Regions from separate parts of the Mus musculus genome. Here all the other regions are linked to region 4. The links are chromatin contacts, called in public Hi-C maps. All regions are on one chromosome and are shown on one strand. The core of a region is the stretch at or near the end of the contact, and the rest is flanking DNA. Distances in the headings are between cores, read along the strand shown. Region 1 has its middle 49 kb from the start of Gm23349. Region 2 has its middle 63 kb from the start of Gm34177. Region 3 has its middle 17 kb from the start of 4930488B22Rik. Region 4 has its middle 49 kb from the start of Gm34229.

Region 1 (3,029 bases), core at 392-2,891, 150 kb before region 4:
GCACACACATGCACACACACACACACACACACACACACACACCCACACACACCCACACACTTGACGTGCCCTTTATCTCTGTATGTATTTCTTTCCCCCTAGAACTAACTACCCTCTGTAGACTCCATAAACAACATTTCTCCCCCACAGCCCGTCTTCCTTCTTTTTATTTACTGCTTCTGCAATACAAAGTACTAGGTCTCTGCTGCAGACCTAGTTTCCTTTCTCACAGATAAGCTGCATTGCAGGGCTGGGGATTTCGTGGCCAATTGAGTTGTAACTTTTTAATGCTTTAGCTTCAGTAGGACCTGGAGACCCTGGAAGGCAGGGCTCCAGGGAGTCACAGTACTTCTCAGTATTACAAAGACTTAGAAAACTCGAGGAATCACTGCAAACTTCACACTTGAGGGCTACAAAGAGGGACCATGGGGAGAGGGCTGTGTGTGTCCAGAGTAGCTGTGCACCGATGTGAAGGGCTAATAAAACAAGAGAATATAGTGAGCACTTGCCAAAAACTAGGGTGTGGTCCACAGGGCAGGAATCTGGGTTACTCCATATGATTAGAATAAGTAAAACATTAGCAGTTTGCATGCTTGCTAACCCTGCTGTCATGATTAAATTCACTTTTCCAGCTTTAGGTGACTTTGAGACACTACACAGAAAGTGGGGGTGAGTGGCAGGGAGTTCAGTGACAGAGAACACACCTGGTATGCACAGTCCTATCCCTAGCACCACTAAAAATAAATACAAAAATAAAGTCGAAAACAAAAGGCAGGTAGAAGTTGTAGTAGCCAATGAAGGTCGCTGTGAGTGTCTGACCTGTCTGTAATAATGTCACCACATAACAACAGCCACAGGAAGAGTAGCTCAGAGCCAGCTTTTGGCAGATCTTTGTTCTGAATAGGCCGAAATAAGAGAAGGTGCACATCTGTAATTGCCTGACTACTGCGTTTGACTAAGACATCTGCAGCAGGCTTCTCTCAGCTCATGTAGATGACAGGACTGCAAAAGGCCAGTAAAAGCTGCCAGCGTCCCCAGCACGCGAGCCGCTCACTGCAGATTTGACTCTTGCACGATGCCCCATGTCTCTCCGGCCTAACTGCTATTAAAAACTAAAGTTAACTTGGCTCTATAGAGCATTGTAGCAGTGTTCTTGTTATAGAAACATTTTGGGATGAGAATGGAGGAAAGGCTCCAAGAGACACCAATGATGGCAGAGAACAACCTGGGAAGCCAGTCCGGTCCTCAGGCACTCAATGCAGGATGACTTCAGTGCTCATACAGGCTTTCTGTTAGTCTATTCCATTAATAAACACACACAGACACCACAGAGAAGAGTGAGCTGCCGGCTTAGTCCTCCCAAAATAGAGCATTCCTCATCGCTGTCATTTAACTCCCTTCAGAAACACTCTTCTTAATTAGTCATGTTAGTTGTGAGGAACGAGAAGGGGAAACGGAGCGGGTAGTGGACAGGCTGCCTCTGACACGGGTCACGTGGTTCTCCCAGGTGAGTAGAGTGGCCCCCTTAGAGAAGGAGTTTGGGAGTTGAAGAGATAAAGTTTCCTTATGCCTAAAGGTCTGTGGTCAAACAACATATCCAACATGACTGGGCTGGAGCGATGACTCAGCAGTTAAGAGCACACTCTGTTCTTTCAGAAGAACTGAGTTTGGTTCTTAGCTCCTATGTCAGGCAACTCCTGCTCCAGGGTATCTGATGCCTGCGGCTTCCTCCGGCACCTTTGTTTATGAACACACACACACATACACACACACACACACACACACTCACACACACAATTAAAAATTAAACATATCTTAATAGAATGTGACTACTTTCTTTGTTGCTGTGATCAAATTCTCAAAAAGTAAATTAAGGGAAGAGGGGCCATTTCCATTGTGGTATGGAAGACATGATGGTAGGATCAGGAGACAACTGTCACATTGCCTCTATAGTCAGGAAGTAGGGCCTGACTCACTTCCTCCAGCAAGGCTCCACCTTCTAAAGGTTTTACAGTGTTCTAGGCATGTTTACATACATGCACCCATGGGGCTTTCATATTCAATGACAGCAGCAAGAGCATGGCGTTGGAGCAGGAAGGCTGCCTTGGAGCCTGTCCTCTGACATGCTGATATGTGACTCAGGCATCTATTAACCTTTCCAGGCCCCCTCTGTCTCCTTGACAACCCAGAGGGGAAGGTACCAACTCCAAAGCAATGTTTCCGGTTACTTGATGAGCAGAGATAGCTCTTAGTGAGATTTCTGTTTTGCACAAGAGAACTGGAAGAGGTCCTTTGGTCCCAGATGGTCTAGCATAGGAGCCTGGGTGCGTGAAGGACCTGAGTCTCCTGCCAACCATGACAGCAATGCCTGTTTGCTTCTCTTCACCTTTCAGATGTGTGTTCTAGGTCCATGCGCTGCTTAGTTTAGTCACTTGACAGAACTAGGGTCATCTGGGAAGAGGGCACCTTCACTGATATAACCTCCCCCACAGCCCGGAAGCAGGCTGAGCAGGTTTGACTATTATCACTAGGAGATCACCAGGGGCGGAGCCTGCCACCCTATTGTTCTGCCACTCCCGCTGCTGCTACCTGCTGCCTAGCTGCTCCAGAGTCTACACGTGGTCACCTGCAGCTGGACTCCAAGGATGATTGGCGGGAATGGGCCCCTCCCCCTTCTTTATAAGCCCGTGTTCCCGGATATTAAAACTGAACCTTGATCAGACTATTGTCTTGGTTCCATCCTTTCTCTCGTTGCCTAGATTCCCTCTTCTCTTCCAGACTCCAAGGTGCCTTCCAGGCTCGAACCCGGACATGTGAGCCCCTGGTCGGCTTCAACACACTGAGACAATATCCCCATTAGATAGGATTTTAGGCAAGTCATAGGGACATTTTCATGATTAGTAATTCATGTGGAAGGGCCTAGACTGCTGTGGGCAGGTGGTCTTGGGTTGTGTAATAATAGAACTGAGGCAAGCCAGGGGAAGCAAGTTAATGAGCGCCATCCTGTCATGGCCTCTGCTTCAGATCTA
Region 2 (3,044 bases), core at 90-2,589, 210 kb after region 4:
CTCAGTGGTTAAGAGAGGTAGCTGAACCTCCAGAGGACATGAGTTCCTCCCCCCCCCCCTGCTCCCCTGGCATCGAAGTCAGGTGACTCCCAACTGCCTGAGGCACCAGGGAATCCAATGTCCTCTTCTGACCTCTGAGGGCATTTGCACACAAGTGCATGCCCCCACCTCATGCATGCACACACAGGCAGACATGTGCATGTGTGCACAACAATGTATACATCTTAAAAATACGTTTTTAGAATTCTTTCCACTAGTTCGGCATCGTTTTGAGAGAGCAGACCGCTGTCCCCGTTTTAATTTTAGCCACAGCATGAAGTTCTTAGTGAGTAATAAATTAGTAAACAGCTGCATGCGTGGTGAGAAATCAGGTTAAGGAGTGTGCAGTTTGGAAGGAGTCGGAGCTGTAATGAAGACATCTATGTGTGTTCGAAAGACCAGAATAAAGAAGGCAGGGTCCGGGAGGCAACTCTTCTCTGAGGGTTTGTTTCTGGTTAACCAGCCTGGTGGGCACAGCCACTAGATACACTGAGATCACTGTCCCAAAGGCATCAACATCAACAAATAAAGCCAAAGGAAAATAACATTCCCTCAAAGGGAACAAGCTCTTCAGGCCCAGAGTCCATTATGATGTCTAGATGGAGTAACAGTTGCTTCGAGTAAGTCACCCATCCCACATTAGCTGACCGGAGAGCTACATCTTTTCAAATTTTAATTAAAAGTGTGAAAATATATCTTGGACTCTCAGGAATGTCGACTTTCAGAAGTGGCTACTCCACTTTCAGAGTAGCAAGGGAACGAAGGAGATAATTCCTTAAGTGATGAAAATCTTTTGGCTATTTCAAAACAAAACAAAGCAACTAAAAGCACTAGAGAGACGCCCCCCCCCTCCCCACAAACTCTTTAATTTGCAGAGCTTCTTAACAGATCTCAAGAGACAACTCTTGTTCCTGGGGTTGGCCTCCAATGTGTAACTTTTAAATGTCAAAAGGCACTTGGGTTATCCAATTCTAATGCAGGGCCAGTCCCGATTCTGGAGGCTAGGACAGACAAATAAAAATTCTCCCAGCACGTTTTGGTAGTGATGTTTTTCAGCTGTAGCACGGCACAGGGGTGAGAGTGAAAACCAGGTGAAGTAGAAAGAGATCCGGGAACAGATGGCCTGTGTTTTTAACTTTTTCTGGGTCTCCACTCTCTTGGCCACCTACCGCTCCGTCGTTCTCCCAAGGATTGGCACAAGTTCCATCTGCTACTCCATTTAAATCCTTAAACGAGAAGCTGCCCGTTATTTGTCCTGGCTTTGAGAACTCGCTTTGCTTTTGCACCTTTACAACCAACATCTGGATGCACCGCAAACATCCAGAAAAGCTTTGGGTTTTCAAAGTCCCAGAAACACGCCCTCTGCGCACAGCTCCTTGTGAGAAGACAGACCCCTGGTGGCCAATGACTGGAACTACACCCCAGGTTTGTTGTGTGATTCTCCTCTCAGGGTTTAGTTTGGGCCTTTCCTGCCCCTGTTCCTTCCGTGCTTTCTGGGTCCAAATTGCTGTTGAAGGTGGACATGATGCAGCTGTGTGGAAGTGACTCTTAAGTTCAAGTCAAAAGACTTCCAGAACAGTTACATCAGCTCTGTGAACGCTCTGAGTCACAAGGTCTCTGAAGTTGGCCAGAGCAACACGCTTAACAGTTGTTTAAGTTACTAAAATCTCTTGACCAAGTTTTGGGAAAGCGCTTGATCTCCACCTTGAAAACGCCTTTACTTCCTCTGTCGCAACAATACGCTTCTACTTTCTTTGGTGGAATGAAGACGAAGTGTCAACAGTGTGAACTCTTTTGACACTACAGAAACGATCATTTGGATCATCGAAGTGTGGCCCTAGCCTGGGTATAACCCTGTACCACAGCCAAGCATGGTTCTGAAAACCGAATGCTCCAAGGAAGTATGTATATACCTGAAAGAAACCGGAAAGTCCCCACCTCCACGAACATTCTGTAGACATTCACTCTCCGGCAAGGACAGAACACACAAATGCTTGCTGTTGCCATTCTACCTGTAAATGAGGAGCAAAGACATGCATCCCAACAACACGTGTCTGCCATCAGGTCAAAGTATCCGCTGAAGTGACACACTGGGGCTGAAGATTCGCCAGTCTCCTCCCCTGCTGTGCCAGAAGGTCTGGCATAACCAGCATGGATGAATCTCTTGTGGTACAATTAATTATAGGATCTAGTTGTAGGTACAATCTGTGCGTTTGTTTTACGCTCACTACAGTGCCTGTGGTGTCACGTCACACAGCCTCATCTTCTTGCTTGTGCTTTTGGGGAACACAACATCCTTGTTGTAGCAAGAGGAAGCCAGGTAACCATGCTTAAGTCTAACATAGGTCTCCCATCTTCATGTAACACACACACACACACACACACACACACACACACACACACACACACAGGGAGGGTAATGTAAATCCAGGATCTAACAGGTCAATGATTTTGTACTCCCCCAGAAAGAATGGGAAGAGATTTTAAAAAGCCCTTCTTTGTTACAAGAAAAGCAAGTTAGTTTAAACGGTCCAGTGAAATAATGGATTTGTTTTACTTTTCTTGTTGCTCTGACAAAAGCAACCGAAAACAACACAAGAAAGGGGTTATCGTGTGGCTCTTGGTTGGAGAGAATGCAGTCCATCGCGGAGCTGAATCATGGCACCGTGGGTGTGAATAGCTGCTCACTCTGTCCTCGGGTAGGAAGCAGGCAGAGATGACTCTCTCTAGGAAGCAGGTGTCGATGAACTCCAGTGAGGGTTTATTCGCTTTCTTTATTCAGCATAAAACTCTAAAGATTCCAGAAGGAAATGTCAGGAAAAATCTTCATGATTTGGGTTGAGGCAAAAAGTGAGAAATGATTCCAAGATCATGGTCCACAAAACCAAAGTAAGATTTTATTTATTTATTTTTAGTGAAAAGTATTGTTCTGCTAAAGTTCTGCCAAAAGAATTGAGCTGGTTGGTTACAGCTATCAACTTGACACAATCTAGCACTCGCCTGGA
Region 3 (2,817 bases), core at 43-2,542, 210 kb before region 4:
TGGGTGCATAAGATTTTTTTTTTTTTGTCTGCATGTTTGTTTGTGTACCATGTGCATGCCTGGTGCCTGTGGAGGTCAGAGGAGGGCATCTCATCCCATGGAACTGGTTATAGGCAGTTGTAAGCCTCCATGTGAGTCTGGGAATGAAATCCTGGTCCTCTTCCAGAGTAGTAAGTATTCTTAACTTTGCTGAGCCTTCTCCCTAGCCCATCTTTACATTTAAACAATCATTTATTTCATTATATAGGTGCACGCCAATTCATCTGGGCCCTAAAAGACCAGAACTTGTATTTAATTGATTCAAATAATTATCCGAATGTTTTATCATTTCTCCCCTTCATCGATTGCAGATGTCACTTTTAAGTGATTTTTTTTTCTGTAATCAGGAAGATATCTTCATTGCTGGCATGTAATACTGATTGATCCAACTTTATGAAAAATATTGTTGTCAGCAAGTTTTATAACACACAAGACAGAAAAAAGACAATAGGAATGTAGGACGCCTTGGCAAATAAGATATGAACAAGTACAAACTCTCATATTTACTCCCCTTTTGAGAACTTTGCACTGAGTTCTATCTGTTAGGAGTATAGTCTTTTCTCCCTTTGTTTACTCTAGAAATAACTTATTTTTGGGACAGGGACTGAATCCAGGCTCTTTGTGTGATAAGCAAGTCTTTTGCTATGGATATGTATATATATATATATATATATATATATATATATATATATATATATATATATATATATACTCAGTTCCTTGGCAAATATTTCTTCAGGGGCCTCTTCTGGACCAGACCCCCAAAAGGACTCATAGATAAATGAGGTGTAGTGTCTTCCTTTGGGTTTCTCATCATCTGGGGAAGCGTATTAGCTGGAATGATCTGAGCTTCAGCAAAAAATTGTGTAACTGTTTTGACCTATGAGGATGTTGATTGCCAGTTACAGATATTAGTGCAGAAGCTTAAAGAGTACAAGGCTCTCAGCCCTTAGACTACAAGGCTCTCTGTCTTTGCTGTTTGTTCTTGTCATTCTCCTTCATTATTGCAAAAAAGCTGGACATGCTTCAATGATCACATCTTCAGATACACACACATATATACACATATAGATACAAACCCACACACATACAAACACACACATACACATACATATACACATAGACCTATATACATACACAGATACACACACACATACAGATACACATAAAAGCAAGGGGCAGTGGGCAGCGAAGGGCAAGAGAGTCTTCCCTCGGGGAGTCTGCCTTACATCCTCTTTCATCTCTTAGGTCAGAAATGAGTCACATACCTATCCTTAGATCAGAGATTGGGACCATTTCCAGAGACTGAGGCATCTCTGACTCACTCTGAGCAAAATTCTGGTTTTGTGAATATGGAAAGGGAATCTGTAATTTTTTTTTTTTTTTTTTTTTTTTAAGGAATACACTCTGCAGTCCTGGTCCTTTATTTCATTTTTGTACATTAGTCCATGAATTCCTATGGAATGGGCTCCAACAGCTCCGGCTCTTTTCCGTTAGTCCTCACAAAGTGTGCTTCTCTGGGTGGCACAGGCTGGTGCTTCAGCTGCACCCAGGTGCCCTTCTCTTTGGCTCCCTTTTTCTTCTGATCGTTCTCCTTCACCCGCTTCAGGAAGCTGTCTCTGCTCTTTGAGTGCTTGATGTGCTCAATCCGCACATTGATCCTCTTGGCCAGAATTTTGTCCTTAACCTGCTTGTTTGCAATGATGCCCACGGCATGCTGGGTGACATTGTAGACTCTTCTGGTTTTGCCGTGGTAGCACTTATGGGGCATTCCTTTTTAAACAGTGCCATTCCCTTGATGTCTACAATACCATCCTTCTTGTAGATTTGCATGTGTGTGGCCAAAGGAACAATGCCATGTTTCCTAAAAGGCCTAGGGTTCCTCTCCTCTCCCTTTGTGTTCATGATTTTGGCAGGTTACTGGAAGATGGCTGCAGTGGCCGAAAGGAGGGAATCTGTAACTTTTAAATTTAATTAATTTATGTGTGTGTGTATCTGTGTGTGTTTGTGTCTATTTGAGTGTATCTTTGTGTTTATCTCTGTGTTTGTATCTGTGTGTGTCTGTGTGTGCATCTGTATGTGTATGTATTTGTGAGTGTTTGAATCTATATGTGTGTATATCTGTGTGTTTGTATCTGTGTGCATATCTGTGTGCTTGTATCTCTCTGTGTTTATTTCTGTCTGTGTGTTTGTCTGTGTGTTTGTGTCTGTTTGTGTATATGTATGTGTGCATATGTGTGTATGTGTGTAGCTGTGTATATCTGTGTGTGTCTGTGTCTATATGTGTGTGCATCTCTGTGTTTGTGTGTATCTATATATATGTGTTTGCATGTATGTATCTGGATGTGTGTATATCTGTGTGTGTTTGTGTGTGTATCTCTGTGTTTCTATTTATGTGTATATCTGTCTGTGTTTGTATGTGTGTGACTGTGTGTTTTTGCATGTCTGTCTGTATATCTGTGTTTCTGCATGTCTGTCTGTCTATCTCTCTGCACCCTCCCCCCCCCCCCAGACCCGCTGCTTTCTGTTTTTGAGCCTGGGTCTTTTGCTGACCCGGAACTTGTGAATTTGGTTAGTCTGGCTGGCCAGGGTTCCTCCCCAGTGCTGGGATTACAGTTGTGAGCTTTCATGCTCCACCTTTTTCCTTTTTTCTTTTTTTGGTTTTTCGAGACAGGGTTCCTCTGTATAGCCCTGGCTATCCTGGAACTCACTTTGTAGACCAGACTGGCCTCGAACTCAGAAATCCACCTGCCTCTGCCTCCCGAGTGCTGGGATTAA
Region 4 (3,113 bases), core at 601-3,100:
TTACATTCTGAAGCTCAAACACTGGTTTAGGTAATTGAAGGTAATAACATTATGGTTGAGGACATTAAATAGCCAACCAATGACTCCCAGGAATGACCTAGAAGAAATCTCAACTTCTAGCATTTTTTAAAAGGATGTATAGAGTATACATCTCTTTCCTCCTCTTGCCTTAGAGGAAGAAATGATGGGGCCTTTGGACAGGTCTTATAGTGACCTACTGACTACTAAGACTCAATGTTTGAACTGAGAAGCCGTGGTGCTGAAGCTGAAACCAGAGAGGAGTCACTCGCAATTTGAAGCAAGAATCCCACCCCTTGTTTCCTTTCAGCGCCATGTTGCTGTCAATCAGCTGGCTCCTTGTCGGCTCTCTCCTCCTCTTTGCATCCCATCAGGCACTGTGCTGTTTTGTTTCTGACTCTAGCTCTGCCCAGAGATAAGCTCATTCGATTTATCTGCACTTCGGATCATGACTCATGTCTCATCTGAGGTCACTCCATCCTGCGTTTTCCTGTGGTGAAAATACTTTTTCTCTCTGAAAGGCGACCCAGCCATACATGGGAAGAGGGACGCAGGGGACTGCCACGGCTGTGATATATGGTGACGGTTCTGAAGAAAGTCAAAACCATTTAAAGACCAGGTTTTGATGAATTGCAGGAAATGGTGGATTTACAGCCATTCCAGAACTCCTAGGGACTGACTGTCATTGGGTGACCATGAGAATTTTAACTAGCGCGTTGTAGAACCCAGATCAAGGCTGTGACAGAGCAGAAGGTTGTTTGGGTCTCCTGTTGTATAGAGGTCGCTGGTGGGAGACATGTTTAAATTTTTTTGAGTCTTATTTTTTATTTATGTGTACATGCGTGTCTGTGTGTGCACATGCACATGTGTGTAGGTCCTCGCAGAGGCAAGAAGAGGATGTGGGGTCCCCTGAAGTTGTAATTGCAGGTGGCTGCCAGCTGCCCAATTTTTGGTGCTAGGAATTTAACCCTGATTCTTTGCAAGAGCAGCGCGTGCCTTTAACTGTTGAGCCATCTCTCCAGACCAACAAACATTTAAATTACCTTTTTTTCCCTTTTTGTTTACTTATCCAAGATTCATTTCTATTTGTTTGCTAAGGTTAAAAATTAGCAGGCAGGAGGGAAATGCCTACTGTAAAAAGCTTAAGCAGAGAGTCTTTACTTCGTGTACACTACTATGGTATGACTGCTAGGAATAGACCAACTTCTCTTCCTATGTCAGTGCGCCTCCATCCTTTAGAAGCCTTGCTGCTGCCTCATGTTATGTAGAAGGGACTGCTGGGTACTCTGACCTCCTTTAATCTTTCTGGGGAACCACGGACTATCAAGATGACAATGTAGGGTGACAGCTGAGCTATTGGGCACCATTATCCTAACATACAGTGACTTTCTTAAAGTTCACTAGGACAGTTGACATCGACCCCAAAAGCTAATGGAGCAATTGTGAGCAACATTTTTGTTGACACTAACATTTGACGGCTTTGGCTGAACCTGAAATGACTCAGCCCCGGAGACACTCATTAGATCATGTTGAGGATGTAGGGGCAGCTGCAGCTCATCTGTGAATTCCTCCTCAGTTAACTTTCTGTGAGGCATTGTACTGAACCTGTGAGGCACAGCCTGCTCGACGCTCAACACTCAACGCTCAAGGCTGATCACTCTTGGACTCGTGGTGAGTTCCAAGATGGGGTCTTCCCCTCCCAACACAATGAATAAATTATTCAAAGCATGAGATATTCTTATAAAGGCCCATAGTGTTCTGATGGGGCCAGTCATTTAGGAAGAGGTATCAATGTGCAATTGGCAGAAAAGGGGAACCCTCCGAGGAGCTGTGGTAACAGCGCAGTTACTTAAAGAACATTTAAGCTGCAAATATCTCTGTGGTTTGCGATTTGGCCCAATGCTTCAGTCACTCTGAGAAATTTCTCAAACTTTGGCTAATTACATTAAGAAATGTAAGGCTTAGTACATGATTCTACTTCCCCAAATATCGTGGGCTGTCTTCTGCATTTGGCAAGCCACTCACATGTGAGGAATTGATGAGAAAGACCAAGCAGGTTCTGGCCCACAGCAGGGAATGCTAACTGTTGATACAGAGAATAACCACTACATAATGGCCATGTAGGGCTTGTCTGTCAAACCTCAGAGACTTCATCAGAATAGTGGGGTGTGCTGGTTTCTTATGAGTGAGGAGAAAACACATGATTAGATGTGCTGAAGCCCCAATATTCTCACATGTGCCTAGTCATGCCTAAGTAAACAGCTGGAAGTGTGTGTGTGTGTGTGTGTGTGTGTGTGTGTGTGTGTGTGTGAAGTTTGCTCTTCTTATCATGTCTTCATTTGGCTACTTAATAGCCTAAAGTGGAACTCCTAGGTACAACACTGTCCCTCCTGGGTATCATGTTGTAGAACAGGCGGATGCTGTTCCTTTTCTCAATGAGCCAGTGTGAAGTCCGTGAACTGCAGAAAGCACTGATACATGCTACAATGTGCTATAGTCGTGGCTTTTTCAATCTGGCCTGGAGAGGACCGACCCTGAGCTTTATCTGGTCTCACTCAGACCAAAGCTAGCAGAAAGCACTTCATGAATTGCTCTGTGAGTGGTAGGGCTCCGTTTTCTTTTCTCAGACTTATTTTAAAACGTGCATGTATGTGTTTGACACGTTTGTGGGTGTCTGAGAAGCCCAGAGGAGGATGTCTGATTCCCTGGAGCTCAAGGAAGTTGTGAGCCACCTGACCTGTGGGCTAGGAAGTGAACCCCAGTTCTCTGGAAAAGCAGCAAGCACTTCTAACCACTGAGCCATCTCGCTAGACCAGAGGGTCTCAACCTTCCTACTGCTGTGGCCCTTTAACACAGTTCCTCATGCTGTGGTGACCCCAACCATCAAATGGTTTCCATTGTTACTTCATAACTGTAACGTTGCTACTGTTATGAATTGTAATGTAAATATCTGTGTTTCAGAAGATCTTAGGTGACCCGTGTGAAAGGCCACTGCTCTGGAGTCAGCATTAGTATCATTTAAGTGATTATATTAGGACTTTAAGGGAAAGGAGAGATAAGTCTTATACTTTAAAAACGTACACTGGTAGTTCTTA

What was found. A called contact is a pair of places that touch in the nucleus more often than the background predicts.
Region 1: a contact with region 4 is called in a Hi-C map of erythroblasts, with 2.0 times the contacts expected there. The contact joins two enhancer-like sites. A contact is called at or near these places in 5 of 484 Hi-C or Micro-C datasets (bone marrow-derived macrophages, erythroblasts, granulocyte-monocyte progenitors and 2 more) and 2 of 115 datasets of contacts at active chromatin or transcription factors (the HPC-7 cell line and embryonic stem cells).
Region 2: a contact with region 4 is called in a Hi-C map of the N1E-115 cell line, with 2.9 times the contacts expected there. The contact joins two enhancer-like sites. A contact is called at or near these places in 8 of 484 Hi-C or Micro-C datasets (the AML12 cell line, the N1E-115 cell line, the P5424 cell line and 1 more) and 2 of 115 datasets of contacts at active chromatin or transcription factors (T-cell acute lymphoblastic leukemia and fibro-adipogenic progenitors).
Region 3: a contact with region 4 is called in a Hi-C map of bone marrow-derived macrophages, with 24 read pairs. The contact joins two enhancer-like sites. A contact is called at or near these places in 1 of 15 datasets of contacts at CTCF or cohesin (the G1E-ER4 cell line), 5 of 484 Hi-C or Micro-C datasets (bone marrow-derived macrophages, embryonic stem cells, trophoblast stem cells and 1 more) and 1 of 115 datasets of contacts at active chromatin or transcription factors (the HPC-7 cell line).

Annotation. Positions count from the first base shown.
Region 1 is chr1:184,627,918-184,630,946 of GRCm38.p6, reverse strand. No RefSeq gene overlaps it. Among named protein-coding and RNA genes, the nearest start is that of Gm23349, 49 kb to the right of the region's middle. Within about 2 kb of position 1,641, at least 43 of the 459 cell types and tissues checked have an H3K27ac peak or open chromatin away from gene starts, as enhancers often do. A contact at or near this core is called in the HPC-7 cell line, bone marrow-derived macrophages and erythroblasts, where this site is marked.
Region 2 is chr1:184,264,671-184,267,714 of GRCm38.p6, reverse strand. No RefSeq gene overlaps it. Among named protein-coding and RNA genes, the nearest start is that of Gm34177, 63 kb to the left of the region's middle. Within about 2 kb of position 1,339, at least 18 of the 459 cell types and tissues checked have an H3K27ac peak or open chromatin away from gene starts, as enhancers often do. A contact at or near this core is called in the N1E-115 cell line, where this site is marked.
Region 3 is chr1:184,694,131-184,696,947 of GRCm38.p6, reverse strand. No RefSeq gene overlaps it. Among named protein-coding and RNA genes, the nearest start is that of 4930488B22Rik, 17 kb to the left of the region's middle. Within about 2 kb of position 1,292, at least 15 of the 459 cell types and tissues checked have an H3K27ac peak or open chromatin away from gene starts, as enhancers often do. A contact at or near this core is called in bone marrow-derived macrophages, where this site is marked.
Region 4 is chr1:184,479,603-184,482,715 of GRCm38.p6, reverse strand. No RefSeq gene overlaps it. Among named protein-coding and RNA genes, the nearest start is that of Gm34229, 49 kb to the right of the region's middle. Within about 2 kb of position 1,850, at least 47 of the 459 cell types and tissues checked have an H3K27ac peak or open chromatin away from gene starts, as enhancers often do. A contact at or near this core is called in the HPC-7 cell line, the N1E-115 cell line, bone marrow-derived macrophages and 1 more, where this site is marked.